Regions from separate parts of the Sus scrofa genome. Here region 2 is linked to region 1. A link is a contact called in public Hi-C data. All regions are on one chromosome and are shown on one strand. The core of a region is the stretch at or near the end of the contact, and the rest is flanking DNA. Distances in the headings are between cores, read along the strand shown. Region 1 holds the start of RAB40C (ras-related protein Rab-40C). Region 2 holds the start of CAPN15 (calpain-15).

Region 1 (5,481 bases), core at 1,848-4,347:
CATGGCATGGGTCACAATCGCAGCTCAAGTCTGATCCCTGGCCTGCGAACTTCACATGCTGCAGGGCGGCCAAAAAAAGGAGTTTAAAAAAAAGAGAGAGAGAGAAAAGGCACAACCCCTTCCCCTAAAACCACTGCAGTGTGTTAAGAAGAGAAATCAAAGCTCCTGAGGAGAGGTTTTCAGACCTAGGAGTACAAACACACACCATCAGCACCTCCAGACACCAAGGGTCTGCGTGGGCTCCAGGGCGGTGTGTGGCTGGCATGTGTGGCTCGTTGCTGCTTTGGGTGCCGACACGATAAAAGGCCATGCAACGACTCCTGTGTCTACGAGGCTGGGGAGAGTCAGGTGTCCCAGGTACCTGCTGCGGAACAGGTGAGGCAAGACTTCAATGCGAGAAATAACTTGCCTGGCCCAAGGAAGGGTGTTGGATACACGCCCTTCAATGGGAAGGGACCTCCCTGCCACTGGTCATCTGCTCCTGGCCAGACTGACCCCGAAAGGTTAAGCCAAGCACAAGAAGCTCGGAGATGTACTGACTCTTAACAAGGAAAGAAAAAGATACACGCATCTGCCACAAGGGAATCAGAGATCAAAAGCTCCCCAAAAACACAAAGCAAATTCGAGATGCGCCGAACGCTGAGAACTAACTGCTCCAGTTAGGAAGCCTTCAGGGCAGCAGAATGAAGTACCCTCAGACCCACCCACCTCGCCCTGAGAAAGGGCACTGGCCCCGGAGCCTCCGAGCTGACGCCCTGACTGCATGTGCCACACATCGTAACCTCCAGGACCCTCGCCGCCCTGCCAGCCCAGGGGCTTCCGCACACTTCTGGCAGCTGGCCCTCCCGCTGGACCACCGTGCTTCTCCTCGGGCGGGACTCAACACGTCACGAGAAGAGCGGCAGCACACTGCCCCCGAGAGCAGGGACAGGAGGCCGGGCCACTCGCTCCAGCTGCCTCGCTGCGCCCGGCTGGAGGCAGCTCAGACCCAGGAGTCCTCGTCCTGGGAAGCCGCTGAGGCCCTGATGGAGCCCAGCCCCCCTTCAAAGCATCCCCATCTCTGGGAAAGCAGCTCAGGCGCCCACCCCCCGTCTGACTCCAGAGGACCGCTTGACTGTGGCGGGCAAGGGACCGACTCAGCCCCCCAAGGCCTCCCTCTCACACCCTTGGGGGCCTCACACTTCCTCGCCCTCCCTACAACACCACCCAGCGCTCCGGTGGGCTGGGCCCTCCAGACCCCTGCCCCTCGCTCCGTGCTTAGCAGGAAGGGCGCAGGGCCGGCCCAGGTAAGCCGACGACTCTGACGCGTCCTAAGGGGAGAAAGGGTCAAGAAGCACTGGCCACACGCTGGCGGCCAGAGCCCAGGAATTCAGCAAGCAGCGAAGGCTCACAGCAGTCAGGCAGGACTGACCAGACTCTGAGCGACAAAGCTACAGAGGAGGCGGAAGACCGGACTCCAAGGAGTAAAACTCCTCGCAAAGACGGCCCTTCCAGGAGCCCGACGGCCCCCCGGGGGACCCACGTCAACTGCGAGAAAAGAGAGGACCTCACACTGGTGCCAGAGACCTGTAGCTCTTGTGTGTTTTGGCTGCACGGCCAGAAACGTGGAAAGAACGTTTAACCCCGTCCGGATCGGGCGTTTTCGTCCAGCCCAAGGAAGGGATGCCTTGAGCCAACGGCCTGCTTTGAGGACGCCCAGCTGTGCACACCTGGCACACCTGGTGAGGCCCCGCGACCAAAGAAAAAGCCCTTCTTCCTCAGGAGTCCCTCGGCCAGATCTCTGCCCCCACGACGCCGCGGGCCCCAGAAGGGCCTCGACAAGCTCGAGCCGCAGCTCCCCCGCCCCGGCCCGAGACGCGAGGCGGACGGCAGGTCGCCGGGCGGAGCCAGGTGCGCGCGGCGGCCCGCCGGCCGGCCTTACCGTTGCTGTAGGCGTACGGAGACTCGGCTGCGCCGTCCTGCAGGCTCTCCAGGATCTCGCCCTTGCCCACGTCGCTGTCGCCCACCAGCAGGAACTTGAGCAGGTAGTCGTAGCTCTTGACTGGGCTGCCCTGCGTCCCCATCTTCGCTCACGCGCGCGCGGGCCGCACCCGCATGCCCACGGCGCCGCGGAGCCCGCTGGCGGAGGCCTCCGACCGACCTGCGTGCGCGGGCGCGGGTGAGCGAGGCCGGCGGACGGCAAGGCCGCTCCGCCCGCACCTGCTCCACCGCCCCCGCTTCGCTTCCCTTCGCCTCGCCTCAGCGCCGCCGCCGCCGCCCCGCAGCTTCCCGCACGGCGCCGAGCAGCCCCGCCACCCCGCCCCGCCCCGCGCGCCACCATTGGTCGTCCGCCGCACCCTTCCCGCGGCCATTGGCCGCTGCGCATATCCGTCAGCACTGCTAGCGCCCCTGCCCCCGCCCCCCCAGCTTCCCATACAGCGCTGCGAGACCTCGGGTCGTTCCTCCCCATCATTGCCCCGCCCCTACGCTGCTGCTGTACGTCGCACGCCGCCTCCCGCGCGGCCACTGGCCCGTGAGCACGTCCATCAAAGCTGCCCCGCCTCCATCGCTTCCCACTCAGTTCTGCGAAGACTCCAGTCGCCCCGCCCCGCCTTCACGCTGTTGCCATTGGCCCCTCGCCTCTCGCTTTCCGGGACCCTCTGATCCGCCTGCCTGTCCGTCAGCATTACGCCCCCCACCCCCCGCCGATTCCCGCAGAGCATCCGAGACTCACCGGCAAACCTGCCCACTGCCCCCGCAGCTCCTGGGCCCTAACACGCCCCCTCCGCTTCGCCATTGGCCACCGCAGCCGATCCTCCCAGAGCTACTGGACCACCTACACGTCGCTCATGGCCCTCTAAGCCCGCCCATCTTGCCCCCTATACGCTCACCAATCAGAAGCTTGGACCTCCAGGTTGTTTGCATACACCCCCTTACTTCCGCGGACTGAGCGGGACGGTGGCGGTCCCCGTTGTGAGGTGACGCGGGTGACTATGGCAGGGCTGAACCTCCTAGAAAGCTGCGGCCGCAGCTTCCGCAGAGACCCGGGCGCGTACAGTGCGGCCCCCCGGAAAGGCGCCCTCCCCACGGAGGGGGCGTGACGAGGGCGCAGTGAGACAAGATCCACCAATCGGCGCTCGGAGCGGCCGGGTAGACGGGACTTCCGTTCCCGCGCCGGGGGCGGGGCCGGGGGATGGTGAGGTGGGGGCGGGCGCCGGGTTTCTTGTGGGGAAGGTGGTGAGTGGGGGCGCGGGTGAGGGGCGGGGAGACGAGGCAGGGCGCGAGGGTAGGGACGGTGAAATGAGGCGGTGGCAGGAACTTGGAATTACCTGGGTCGGGGCGCAGGGGCAGCGAGGTGAGGCTTGGTTGCAGGCGGCGAGGCGGGGACTCCAGCGCAGCTCTGTCCCCGCCCCTCGCGTCTGCCCCGTTCCCTGGGCAAGTCTTGCAGGTGACAGCGCGGCTCTCAAGGCCGCTGCAGAAAGGGGGTCGGCCTGCATGTCGTCCTCTAGCCCCAGAGACGACGGCAGCACTGGCTGTGAGCCGCCCACCCTGGGAAGAGTCGGGGTCAGGCCAGGTGGGGCACCCAGGAGGGCCCAGGAAGAGGGTCCGGGGGAGCCTGTAGGAGGAAGTGACTTTGGGTTGTTTACAGAATGGATAGGTTATGAAAAGGTGTGAACAGTTGTGAAGATACAATTTTATTCTGCAAAATAGAAAGTAAAGCAAAATATACCCTCTTCACCCATTAGATTGGCAACATTACTTGTGGCACCTAGGATGTAGGGTGACAGCTCTCTGGCAGGGAGGTTGGACAACTTAGTAAGTAATTCCATATTTCATTTAGTCGGGAGAAGTTCTCAAAAACAAGCTCATGAATTTCACTGTTGGAGTTCCCACAGGGGGTTAAGAATCTGATTGCAGCTGCTTGGGTCTCTGGGGAGGAATGGGTTTGATCCCCAAACTGGCACAATGGGCGAAAGATCCCGCACTGCTGCAGCTCACAGCTGTGGCTCAGATTCAGTCCCTGGCCCAGGAACTTCCATGTGCCACAGGTGTGGCCATAAAATTTTTTTGGATTAAAAAATAAAGAATTTCACTCTAGGAGTTCCCCTTGCGGCACAGCGGAAAAGAATCCGACTAGGATCCATGAGGTTGTGGGTTCGATCCCTGGCCTTGCTCAGTGGGTTAAGGATCCGGTGTTGCCGTGAGCTGTGGTGTAGGTCACAGGCATGGCTCAGATCCTGCATTGCTGTGGCTCCTATTCAGCCACTAGCCTGGGAACCTCCATATGCTGTGGGTATCGCCCTAAGAAGAAAAAAAAAAAAAAACAAAGCTTGTGCGTGACTGTTCACAGCGTCATTAATCACAATAGCCAAGAAGTGGAAACAACCCAAATATCCACCAACAGATCAACTGATAAACAAAAGGCGGGTCTACCCACACAATGCGTGTTCATCCATAAGAGGACTAAAGGACAGATACGTGCTACACTCCATTTCTGCGCAGAGTCCAGAATAAGCAAACAGGGAGGGAGCAGATGCGTGGCTGCCGGGGCCGGGGGTGGGGGTGGGGGCAGAGGGAAGAGCAGTGAGTGACTGCTTCGTGGGTACGGCATCTCTTTGGGGACGAAAATGTTCTAAAACTGATGATTGTGGTACTACGGGGTAAAGCCATTACAAAAAACGAATTGAGTGGCACCTTTGTGGTGAATCGATGGTACGGGAGATGTGCCTCCCTAAAGCCGTTAAGAATAATCAGGAGAAAGCTGACAAGGCCGGGCCAACCCGGCCTCAGCAGATGAAGCAGCTGGGAGAAGATGCGCAGGAGGTGGGCTCCGAAAAAGTAGGTCTGGGCAGAGGGCACCAGAGGTCATCACAGCAGCCAAACCCTGCGCCTCTGGGCTGCACTGAGGATGGCTCGGCTGGCACATCTGTTCCATGGCTGAGAAACAGGGCAGCAAGACGTTTCCTGCCGCGGGGTCACTGGGCCTGGGCCGTGTCTCCAGGAGCAGGCGGTCTTCACAGGAGCAGACCCCTGCGTGAAACGGAGTGGCAAACCCCCACCAGTGGCCACGACCCACATGGATCCTGCTTTTTCATTTTTCTGCAGTGCCTGGAATGCTTCCTATTGGGCAGGCACCAAGCACCTCGTGAGCCAGCACCTGGGCCTCTCTCACCTGCCTTCAGGGAGGCTCTCCTGGTGTCCTCCTGGCCCTCTGGGACACTCAAGGGCAGAGGCTGGCCAGGGATGGGCAGGGCCACCGGGCTCATTCTTAATCCACAGAGTGGCTCTACCATGGATGCCAGCTTACAGCAGACCCAGCCCCCAGCATTTACAGAAATGGCACATCCATCCACAACCCACCGAAACAACAGCCAGCAGGCAGTCTTGTTAGCCCTCAGCTGGTGGGGTGGGGAGCCAAGTCCCCATAAGGGCCAGGACTGAGCACCCACCAACTTCTGCAGAGGTCCCTGCACCCACCTTGAGCCCACTTCTGCCCTGGTC
Region 2 (5,481 bases), core at 1,047-3,546, 49 kb after region 1:
GGCACCAGCATGAGCCTCCACTGGGACCCCACCTTAAGCCACAGCTGACCCAGAGTGACAGTGAGAGGGTGAGGCTGGGCTGGCCCCCAAGCCCGAACTCCTCGCACAGCCGCCTTCCAGCTCATTCGAAGCAGGTGGAGACCAGCGAGCCCCCCCATCCCGGAGAGGCTGTGGGTGCCAGTCCCAACCACTTTGGGGGCTCCCCTCTGAGGTCAGAGCGGGGTCACCAGAGCTGCCTACAGGCGGGCAGCTGACAGGATGCTCGCTGACCACTTCACCTTTGGACGGGCTGTGTAGGGCACAGGGGGAGCTGGGGATGGCCAAAGCAACAGCACAGGCCTGCTGGGCATTCTTGGCAGAGCAGGACAGGGTGGTGGTGGGGGGAGGTAGGAACCTGCGTATCCCTGCGAGCCTGGCAGAGGGAGAGGGAGCCAAGTCCCTGCGTGGGGACAGGGGTAATGGGTGGCAAGGGCCAGAGGTGCCAGAAATCCAAGCAGAAGATCAGGGCAAGGAACCAGCTGATCCAAGTCCCCTTGGTGCCCCTCGGGGGCAGGAGGTACCTTTGGATGGGGTCTGGGCACAGCCCTGAGGCTCTCCACTGACCAGCAAAGACCCATGAAGGAGCCACAGTTTCTGCGGATTTCTAGGGCAGCTGAGTCCTTCTTCCCAACTCCATGTACACGAGGTGAACAGTCAGCGACCCAGACCTGGACGCGCGGCCCCAGCAGCCACGGCCGCCCCATGGCCTCCGTGAGGAGGTGCTCCGCAGAGTGCGGCCCAAGAGACGGGTCCAGAGAGCTGGGTGCAGGGCCTCCAGCAGAGCCCACCGTCAAGAAGGGCAGGGCTCCGAGCCACCCCTGGGGGGCAGGACTGCAGGGCCCTCCGCCTCTTGCCCTCAGAGTCCTGGGTCTGGGCGGCTCAAAGGAGAGAAACGGGATCCAAGACGGAAGGTCCCTGTCTAAAGCCAGGCAGTCACTGAGCCCTGGGCCCAGCGTGGCGGGGCGGGGGTTAAGCCTGGCTCTCAGTAGGTCACGGGGTCACCAGCCTGTCTGCTCAGGGGAAGCAGCTGCAGAAGGGAAGAGGGGAGCTCCTGCCAGGAGCAGAAGGACCTGAGAGGAAATCAGTCGAGCCCAACCTCTCGCAAGACCCACTCCCAGCAGCCAGGCTCGGGGTTCCCAGTCCACGGGGGCCTCCCCAGGGACTTGGGCCAGGGAAACACTAGCCTCTCCCCGCACTCGAGAAAGTCACCCAGAAATGGCAGGATCGCGTTACCCCACCTCCTAGGGCAGCCCAGCCTCTAGCGGCAGAAGGGGATCAGGGGCACCCTCCTGACGGTGGCTCACACAGCCCCCAGGCCGGGACAGGGGAGGGGCTCCCAGGAGGGGTGCGAACCTACTTAGCACTCGGCGGAGGCCCGTGTCCCCCCAGGACACGGCCGCTCAGAGCCACCGGACCCCAAACTCCCAGGCCTGGACTCACTGGGATCCTGTGGTTGCAGTCTGGTCCCAAATTCCTGCGTGTTAGGAGGCGCCCCCACCTCCTCCAAACAAGCCCAGTCACTTGACCACACAACAGGGGTGCGCTGGTGAGGACCAGAAGAGCCCCTCTTGTGGGCAGCAAGAAGAGCGTGAAGGGTCGCCGTGCAGCCTGGCAAATCCTCTCAGGGCCCCTGTGGAAAACTTCTCGGTTCGCTCCAGCGCCAGGAGAGGGACGGGAGAACGAACTGTGGTGGCCGGCCAGTGGGCACACAAGGCGCGCCCGCGCTCCCACTCCGCGGGGCCACCGCGGGACACATCCCGAACGCAGCCGGGGACGGGACACTGCCCGGAGATAAGGGCACTCAAGGGCAGGAAAGGTTCAGGCCGCCTCCTGTGTCCACAGCACCCTGGCTGGTCTCTCGCTGTCTGGTCCCCCAGGTCCCGCCGGCTTCTCCCTCGGGCAGCGTCCCCAGCCCGGTCGTGCCGGACCAATGCCCAGGGGGCGCCGCCCGCCGGTCCCGGCCCCACGAGGGGCCAGGCCGCTCCCCCCGGCCCGGCCCGGCCCGGCCCGGGCGGCGAGACTCACCTCCGCAACCCCGCGGCGCCTTCTCAGTCCCCGCGGCCCGGGCCCGCTCGCCTGCGCCGGTCGGCCCACAACTTGTTCTCGGAGGGCAGGCGGGCCCTCTGCCGCCGGCGCGCTGCCCCGACGGCCTCCCGCGCTGAGTGGCGGAACCGGCAAGCGTCTCGACCCGGCCCGACCCGGCCCGGCCCGGCCCGCGCCTCTCCCTGCGCCGCCTCCGTAGCGTAGCGCCCGGCCGGGGCCCCAAGGCTACGGCGCGCCCGGGGCGCACGCGGCGCTGTGAATCGCGCGCCCGGACTACCGCTCCCACAAGGCGGCGCGGCGCGCGAGGCAGGCCGGGAGGCGGAGTCCGGGGCGGTGGCCCTCAGCCGCCTCGACTGGCGCCCTCCGACTTCCCGGGCCGAGCCGACCGCGAGCGCCGAGGTAGGCGCCCGAGCCGGAAAACGGGAGGCACGGCGTGCCGTGGACGCGACCGGGACTACAACTCCCAGAGTGCCCGGCGCGGTAGGGAGGGGCGGGGCTTCACACCCCCCCGCCCCGGTCGCGGCGCTTCCGGCTGCTGCTGTGCCGGGCGGCGAGGGGCTGCGGCCCCGGACCCCTCCCGGGCCCCTGCGCTGCGCTGGGCCTGCTCGCAGAACCGCCCCCTCCCTCCCGGGTCCCCTCTCGACTTGTCTGCCTCTTCCGGCCCGCAAGGGCTTCCCGGTCCTGTTTCGGTTTCGCTGGGATCGACCTGCGCTGACCACGGCCGCGCCACTCTCTGTGACCCGGGCAGGTTGCTTGCCAGAGCTCCAGTTTCTTCTGGGCCATCGGGGAACCAGTATCCCCGAGCCGCTGGAAGGACGGAGTGAGGCACACGCGCAGCCCAGCGCCAGGCAGGGAGGAAGCCGCGGGGGGGCCTCCGAGCAGAACCCGGCCCTGTTTGCTCAGAGCCTTTCCCTGCACTTTGGGTAGTCTGAGGTCACTCTCATACCCAGCAGCCGCGGACTGAGGGTAGGCGCTGCTTCCAGGACCCCCGCCCTGCGTCGCCTAAGTGCCCGGGAGGCAGCAAGACCCTCGGAAAAACGGATCGGTGTCAGCGGTTTTACCGCAGCAACTGAAGCAGGGCGAGGCTGCAGTGGGGAGTGGGGATTCAGAGGGCGGAGCTCCGGGGGCCCTGGCATTCAGAGGAGCTTGGGGAGCCGGAAAGGGCACAAGCCACGCAGGAAACACAGAAGCAAAGCCCCCTCTACCAAGAGATTCAAGGAGAGTGGTTTGCGGTCCCCTTCTGCCTTCAAGGGCCAAGTCCCGCTGGTGGCTCAGTGACTGCAGGTCCCCTTCCCTCCCAGGCCCTTTCCCTGTGCACTGCCTGAGGCAGCTGGGTCAGAGGTGGTGTCCACAGCCCTATAACCTCCCGACAAGAAAAACGGCCAAAGGTGAGCCGACGAGAAAAACGGCCAAAGGTGAGCCGTGAGACCTGATGGGCGAGGTTCTTTCCAGCCCGCTGCAGTGCTAGGGAGTAGGGAGAGAGCAGGAGCATCTCCTTCCAGGGAGGGGCAGGGCCCTGGTCAAGACAGGATCTGCCCTGGGGGACTTCCACCAGACTGCTTCTGGGCTGGGACATGAGCGGCACAGGTCCCTCCCGCACTCTGGGCACCTCCACCTGGGCCCCTTCTGTGAGCAGCTCTCCAGGAAGCGCTTCCTGGGCAGTGGCCTGGCACTGCCCTGCTTGCATTTTCAATGGTTTTCTGTCACATGTTCTCCCACCCCGGCTGGGCTGTCACCCCTGCAGGACCAGGGCAGGGACTAGACGGACTGTTGGTAGGGCCAGCTGGCCGGCCGACAAACAGGCCCCCATGGTCAAGGGCCCAGCCAGGCACAGGGGAAGCTGTTCCCCCATCCCCTTCCTGGTTGTGGCCTTGCCTGGTGCAGTGAGAGGCCCCTCCCCACAACCTCCCAGGCAAATGGACCCTGTAGGTTCCAGACCAAGACAGGGGCTGTGCCCCCAGTGTCAGAGCAGAGGCAGTGGCCTCATTCTTGGTCAGCAGAAACTTGTTTGGTGCAGCCGAGCTGGGGACCAGACCCTCCCAGAGCCCCACTAGCCTCCAGAACCTGCTGCATTGCCTCAGCACCCCCAGTGCTGAGAGGGCCCTCCTTGCAGCTCCACCAGGAGCCTGAGGATGAAGCCTGTACCCCAGCCCAGGCACGATGCTGCCTTCCCTGGCTGCCCCTGTCCAGGCCTGCCAGTCACACCTGGCACGGACTGGGCCCTTGGGATGGCCAGGTCCAAGCCCCAGTCCCACAAATGGATGTGATAAGGAGTCAGACTAACTCTGGGGAGCCACCCCCTCAGCACCAGGGGCGTGGGTGGGGGCCATCGTCCTTTCCAAGCCCTTCCTCCCCTGCGCTCCTGGGGGAGGCCGGCTCCAGGCAGGGACTCCTGGGACACATCACCCCCTCCAGCTGCCCCCTTGACGCTGCCCCACACAGTGCCTGGGCTCCTGGCGACCCTAAGAGGCCTAATGCCACAGCCCAGCTGAGGACGAGGCCTGGGGGCCCTGCTTGTAGGCCGGCCAACCTGGTGTCGCCGAGGGGCCAAGTGGGCAGCAGACTTGGGTTCAGCTGTCCTCTGCCCCCTGGGCAGGGGCCCCAGGTTCCCCATCTGTGTGTGCTATGCAGGTGGCTCAGGGCTGAGTGGTGGGAGATGGGCGCCTGGGCCAGGGGTTCAAGTCTTGAGGACCGGGAGCTAACAGCCTCCCTTCAAGGCAGGAGTGGCCACTCACCCGTAGACGCTCCCGTGACGCGTGAGCTCTCCTTCTGGGCCCCCCGCCCGGCCGCCCGGCCGTCCCAGCCCAGTCCCATGGGGCTTTTGCCTCATCCTGACCCCACGTCCCCAAGGACGAACGCCCCAGCCCCCCGCCTGCCATGGTAGCAGCCAAACTGCTCTTGGGGGTCACGTCCTACCATGGGCCCCACCCTGTCGCCACGTGCCAGGGGCATCCCTGGCTGGACCCCACGGGGGGTGGGGCGCGGCCCAAAGGTGCAGCCCCGCAGCCTCTGGGAGAGGTGGGCTTGACCAGAAGGTCTCCTGCTGTCCGAGCCCAGATGTCACTGTGGGCAGCTCCTGGCCTGCCCCTCAGCCCCCACGGGTGTAGCACCCCCTTCCATCTGTGCTGCGGCCCTGGCCTCGCTCGCACGTCATCCAGCCCATGACCGCCCTGCCTGGAAGTCTTTCTCAAGGGGGTGAAGACAAGGCTGGGGAACGAGTCAGTGCCTGGCGTTTGGGTGACGGTCTCAGGGCAGCTCGCGCTCACAGACAGACCCGGGGGCGGGGCGGGAGGCAGAATCCCAGTGTTTATTATGGTACATATATATACTTCATGTGTACACACAGATAGTTTTCTCTCTCGGAAGTATTAAAAAATTGATCAACCTTCAATCTATAAA

What was found. Hi-C and Micro-C count contacts between places; a contact is called where the count stands out from the background.
Region 2: a contact with region 1 is called in a Hi-C map of skeletal muscle, with 2.5 times the contacts expected there. The contact joins the promoter of CAPN15 here to the promoter of RAB40C in region 1. A contact is called at or near these places in 1 of 5 promoter capture datasets (liver) and 4 of 47 Hi-C or Micro-C datasets (epiblast stem cells, heart right ventricle, liver and 1 more).

The regions. Positions count from the first base shown.
Region 1 is chr3:41,157,004-41,162,484 of Sscrofa11.1, forward strand. It overlaps RAB40C (ras-related protein Rab-40C), which reads right to left and starts at 3,098. Exons shown (of 6, transcript XM_021086911.1): 1 at 2,871-3,098. The coding sequence starts at 2,904.
Region 2 is chr3:41,206,314-41,211,794 of Sscrofa11.1, forward strand. CAPN15 (calpain-15) reads right to left here and starts at 2,297. Exons shown (of 13, transcript XM_021086917.1): 1 at 2,065-2,297. RAB11FIP3 (rab11 family-interacting protein 3) reads right to left here. Exons shown (of 14, transcript XM_021086921.1): 14 at 5,370-5,481.